Linked DNA regions of Macaca fascicularis: region 1 is linked to region 2. A link is a contact called in public Hi-C data. All regions are on one chromosome and are shown on one strand. The core of a region is the stretch at or near the end of the contact, and the rest is flanking DNA. Distances in the headings are between cores, read along the strand shown. Region 1 holds the start of IRF2 (interferon regulatory factor 2). Region 2 overlaps IRF2 (interferon regulatory factor 2).

Evidence for each region. A called contact is a pair of places that touch in the nucleus more often than the background predicts.
Region 1: a Hi-C map of liver shows a contact between it and region 2, with 1.8 times the contacts expected there. The contact joins the promoter of IRF2 here to the enhancer-like site in region 2. A contact is called at or near these places in 2 of 2 Hi-C or Micro-C datasets (liver and skeletal muscle).

What each region holds. Positions count from the first base shown.
Region 1 is chr5:189,260,333-189,263,032 of T2T-MFA8v1.1, forward strand. It overlaps IRF2 (interferon regulatory factor 2), which reads right to left and starts at 1,372. Exons shown (of 10, transcript XR_012435265.1): 1 at 1,201-1,372.
Region 2 is chr5:189,180,079-189,182,778 of T2T-MFA8v1.1, forward strand. It overlaps IRF2 (interferon regulatory factor 2), which reads right to left. Exons shown (of 10, transcript XR_012435265.1): 8 at 318-1,459. Among named protein-coding and RNA genes, the nearest start is that of IRF2, 80 kb to the right of the region's middle. Within about 2 kb of position 1,428, at least 2 of the 6 cell types and tissues checked have an H3K27ac peak or open chromatin away from gene starts, as enhancers often do. A contact at or near this core is called in liver, where this site is marked.

The DNA.
Region 1 (2,700 bases), core at 122-2,621, 80 kb after region 2:
GGAGCCGGGTCGGAGGGCACGGGGCGGGCACTCGCGTCCCCACCCCGCCGCGGCCCGCGCCCCGGGACCCCGAGGGGACGCTGGCCCCCACGGCGCCGCTCGGTCCCCGGAGGCTCCCCGCCCCCACCTCGCCCGCTCCGTAGCCGAGGCGGGTCAGGCCCAGCGCGCGAGGCCGGCCGGGGGCGCCTGCGGGGACCCGGGGGCGCACGGCGCTAGGCCGCGGCCCGGGCGGCTGACCCCTCGGCGCGGTGCCCTCCCGGGACGCGCCGCCCGAGCCCCTCGCGCGCCGGGACAAGTGCAATGACAAAGCCCCAGGGCCCGACCGGGCGCTGGCCGGCGGGAAGGAGGACGCGGCGTCCCTTCCGAGCGGCGGCGGCGGCGGCCCAGCCCCCAGGAAGCAGGGCGCGTCGGCCAGGCCCGGCGCCCGGCCCGGCTCGGAGCCCGCCGTCCCGCCCGGGCCGCTGGCACCCGACGCCTGCGACCCGACTCCGAGCCCGGCAGGCAGGCGAGCCCCGGGACCGCCGCGGGGCGCCCCAGCAAGTTTCCTCTGGCCGTGGCTGGAGGCGCTCCTCCCGGCCGGGGCGCGGGCGCGGGCAGCCGGGCGGGCGGCGGTGCCTGCTTATTTACGCTGGAGGCAGCCTGGAGAGACGCCGCCGCGGGCACCGAGAAGGACCCGCTCCCCTCCTTCGGATCCGCTGACGGCGGTGGCTGCACACACACACGCGCACACACAAACACGCACATACACACAATTTTGTTTTAAATGAGGCCCGACTCCAGCGGACCTGCACCCCCACACACAACACCTGGGGCGCAGAAGCACACACAGCAGGTCTGTGTCCATGGAGCCACCTCTCCGCATCTGCAAATCCAAAAGTGAAATTAAACCTCCACCAACCTCCTCCTCCTCCTCCTCCTCCTCCCTCTCTACCTCCTCCTCCTCCTCGCAGCCTCAGCAGCCCCAGTAGCAGCAGCAACAGCAGCAGAACCTGCTTCCCCTAAAATCAGGCGATCCATAATTGCGCCGACTGTTCCTCCAAAAATCGGTATTAATATTTATGAACCCCGGCATTTTCCGTCTGCAAAACATCGTGTCAAGGCATCAGGACACGCATACACACACGGCCCCCCACAGTCCCCAGAAACATGCCCTCGAGAGAAACACACGCACAGTCACAACTATTATTTGAAAAATGTTACCTCTCAGTGTGCTTTTTTCACGCTACCAATACAATTCCGCAAGGTATAAGTGTTGCTAGGGTGTGTGAAATGGAAATGAAAGCCCGTCAGTTGAATAATCGCAGGAGCAAAACTAAAAGTTACTCCCCGGCTTGCCTGAGAACAGTCCAGATCGAAAGCAAAACAAGGAGAGGAAACTGCGAAGAGCCGCGGCTGGAAATCCCCCCACCCCCCGCCCTCCTCCGGCCGCGCTCCCTCCCTCGCCTCCCCTCTCCGCCCTCCTCCCTCCGCCCTTCCTCCCCAGTGTTTGTTTCAAGCTTGTGCAACCAGGAGGTGGAGGCGGAGGGAGGGCGCGAGCGGCCCGGCCGGGAGGTGCGGAAGTTCGCCGCCGCAGCTCATTGGCGGGCAGCGCCGCTTTCATCATTTCTCGGAAAAGTCAATTTCATTTTCGCTTCCCCAGGTCGCGGCGGCGGGAGCAACAAGCAGCGGCTCGTGAGTCGGTGGCTCGCACCCAGGGGCGCCCGCACGCGCCGCTAGAGCGCCCGAGTCGCGGTCCGGGGTGGGGGGCGCAGGCCCGCGGCGGTAGGGGAGGAGGGCGGGCACCCGACTGCCCATCCTCAGGGTGGCCTGAAGGTTCCAAGAGGGCGTCCGGCGAAAGCACGGGGCTCCGACCATCCGGTTAGCAAGGCTGGTGTGACAGCTTAGAGCGAATGAAAATTCGTTTTGTGACGCTGACCACTTGCAAGGAATGAAAGGAGCAGTCAACCGAAAGGACAGCATTGCTTGCGTCCTTACCTAATTGGAACCTTATCCGTGGTTGAGGGTGCCACCATTGGAGGGGCCGCCCCGCCCTCTGACACCACCTGGCACTCCGCTCCACTTGGTAGCTAGAACGAAAAGGAGGCCCATCCCCCAGTAAGTCACAGCTCACGCCAAGATGAGTTATGGAGCCTGTGCGACCGAAGTTTCTTCATTGCAGGGCGAGGTGGACAAGGGTGTGAGTTACTTTGACTTCAAGACGTCTTGGTGGCGGCTGGTTCTGAGAGAGGCTTTATACTGGAGCACTTCCAGCAAAATTCGGCTTGGGCCTCCTTAACTCAACGGCTGGGCACCCTTGGCCTCGGTTTTCAACCAAAGCCTAAGGCCTCAGTTTTCAAGGCTGTAAATGGAAATAAATGAGAGAAGGTACAGCCCGCGTGACAGGTGCAGCAAGCAATGCAGCTTCCTTGGGACCTACCCTTTGTGGTTCCTTGCTTTAAAAAAAGTATACATTCACATTTAGTTAGACCTGTTTCTTCCTCGCATGCAGTTTCATCAGTCTTTTCCCAGACTTCTGTATTCAACAGAGAAAGTTCCTTCCTGGGAGACCATAGCTGTTTGTATGTAACCAGTTGCCTAAAAAAAAAAAAAAAAAAAATGAGAAAAAAACTCCAACACCTCTCTGTCACAAAAGTATTGAATTATATAGACTGGAAAAATGGAAGTATCCAACACCTGTGTGGTAAGGAAATAGCTAAGGGT
Region 2 (2,700 bases), core at 178-2,677:
GAGGGCAGAGCTTGTGCAATATTTAGGCATTTAGAGATCACTTAACCTGAGCCATTCACTGTACAGACAAGGCCTAAAGAGTAACTGCAATAGCTTCTCTTCCTGATGGTAACCCTTAACTGCCTTTCCTCCCATTTAGTTCCAACTCTGAATTTAATAACCCCATACCCAAAAGTATGGTAAATTTTAGGTGACGTATATTTCAAAACACGAGAAAATCCAAAAGTGAAGCTCATGTTCTAAAGGAAGCGAACATTCTAAAAGAGGGGAGCACTACGGGTCAATGCCATGCCACAGGCTTTGCATGCAGGTCTCACAGGGGTCCTACGTCAGGAAGCAGCTGCTCTTATCCCCCGTTATGCAGAAGAGCTCTTATGCTCCAGTGCCTTCCAGCTTTCCACCTGGTCCCTGCTGAGGGGCTGGCTTCTGTCTCACATCTTCCTGGTGGCAGCGCTGGGATGAGATGGCTCCAGCCCAGATAGAGCCCTTTCTTCCACCGAGAGCATTAGCCCCAGACCAGGCTGTCTATCAATTAAAGGCAAAAGAACAAATGGACAAACTGTGCCACAGGTGCATTCCTTAAACAAGGAAAGTAAGAACGTGGACTCCACTGGTCCCAGCCTGGAGTCTCTGGGCCTGTTTGTCAGCCACTGTTCTCCAGTGACTTCACACAAGCCTGAGTGATCGCGGGGGGCTGGCCATGAGCATGCAGAAGGCAGATCTCTCCACTCCTCGGACTGGGCATGTTTCCCCAAAACATCCCATGCTGGGAGCCACAGAGGCCCAGAGAAGCCCTCAGCCTCAGCTGACGAAGATCCCAGCTATGAAGATGAGCTGACAGTGCTAAGCACAAGAACTGTTTCCACGCAGAAACACATGAAAAACAACAGAAAACAGAATTCCCCTCCTCACAGAACTCTCGTGTTGGCTCAGTATCCCGAGGAGGCAGGAATCGGAACAGCCACTCCCAAGAAGAAAAATGAGGAACAGAGATGTTGAGAAACTTGCCAGAGTTGCCAACTGAGACAGCACAGAGGAGAGAAAACAAAACCGGACTTCTGACTCCGGGGCCTGCACACTGCACACAGCAGCCCTGCTTCCCTGCTCTTCTGGCCTCTGACGAAATTTCAAGATCCGCTTTCCATTTTATGCTGAGCTTTCTTTGTGCTCCAAAGCCAAGGTTTCTCTTCCTTTCATATGGGTTCAGAGGCTCTTCACTCCTAATGACTTTCCATAAATATCACGGTCTTCTTTCCTTTCCCCTCCAAATACAAACAAAGAAACGCCACCAAGCATGCTTTGGGGGCTGGGATTCCAGCACAGCCCAAGTCGCAGGTGCAGGAAGGGCTGGAAGTCAGATCCTGGGGTAAGGCTCCTGGGCGAGACCTTGCACAGCCCATGAATGTGACTGGGATGCTAACTTCCTTTAAGTACCCAGTTTTCAGCTTCAGGGAAATAGCTGCAGATAAGAAAAGATACACACGCTCTGAACTTCTGTTTTCAGCTGACACAAATGCGAGTTAAAGAGTGTCATGTCTAGATTAAGGTCCACAGCATCTGAAGTCGTCAGGAAGATGCGCCATATTAGGACACCGACAGTTTTAAAAAGGGGCCTTGAGTACCTTAGGAGCAGAGAACCCTGAACCTCCCGCTGAGGGCAGCAGTTCTCTCTGCGACCCCAGAATCAGTGACTCAAAGTGCTTTGGTGGATGCACCGCGCCCCATGTCCTCTGTTTCCTTGGTTTGACTCCACCACTCCCACTTCCACGCTGACTTCTTACACAAGGCAGCTGACTGCAGCTGTGCCTCCAGATCAGTGCTACTATGGAACTATCAACCTAAGTTGTTATTTCATTTTCCCTTTTGATTAGTTTGAATTTCCTTTTGCTTTTTGTTTATTACTTACTTCAAATATAATGGAATAAAGAAGTCTGGAGTTGCCTCTCTAGCAACTCCAAACAAGCTGAATAAGCTGAAGGTGTTTACACGGCACCAACAGGCACATGAGTAATTCACTTAACCTTTCTGGTCTCAGTTTTCCTGAAAGCATCTGGGCTGGGAGGGAAGGGGAGTATTTGGATTAGATGATCTCCAAAGCTCTTCCAGTTCTAGGGTGACGCTGGTTGTAGTTAACTCTCTATTCCAGACCAGTTTTTAATGCCTCCCTGAGAACACACATATTGTCTAACCATCTCAGGAATACTGCTGGAAGGGAGATGATACATTTTTACCTGAAAGCCTTTTTGCCCTCTGACATTCTGCTACATTTTCTGGAAGGCTCTTGTTCAACAAGTTTGATTTGAATGTCTTTCTATTGATCATATTCTCAATTACTTTTACCAGGAGTAAATTATTTTCAAATCGGAGTACTCTTAATCTCAAAGCTATTGTGTCTTTGCTCCGCCCAACAAAATGCAAGCCTGGTGTTGTTTCCCGAAGGATTCAAAGCCTTTACTGATGGCTGCCGGTCAGTAGAAGATCTCCACTCTCTCATTATAGCCAGTGAGTCCTTCAGATGATGCTTTCTTCTCGAGTCTACTCTCCAGCCCCTCTTACCCATCCTCCCCCATTATTCTACTGTGGTTTTCTTTTATTAAACCATCAACCACCTAATACAATTCTGATGCCACAGATCAGGCAAGCGGTCCCTTTGTGATGGATCTTTAAACATGACATGTCTCTCCGCCAGAGCTTCCCAAA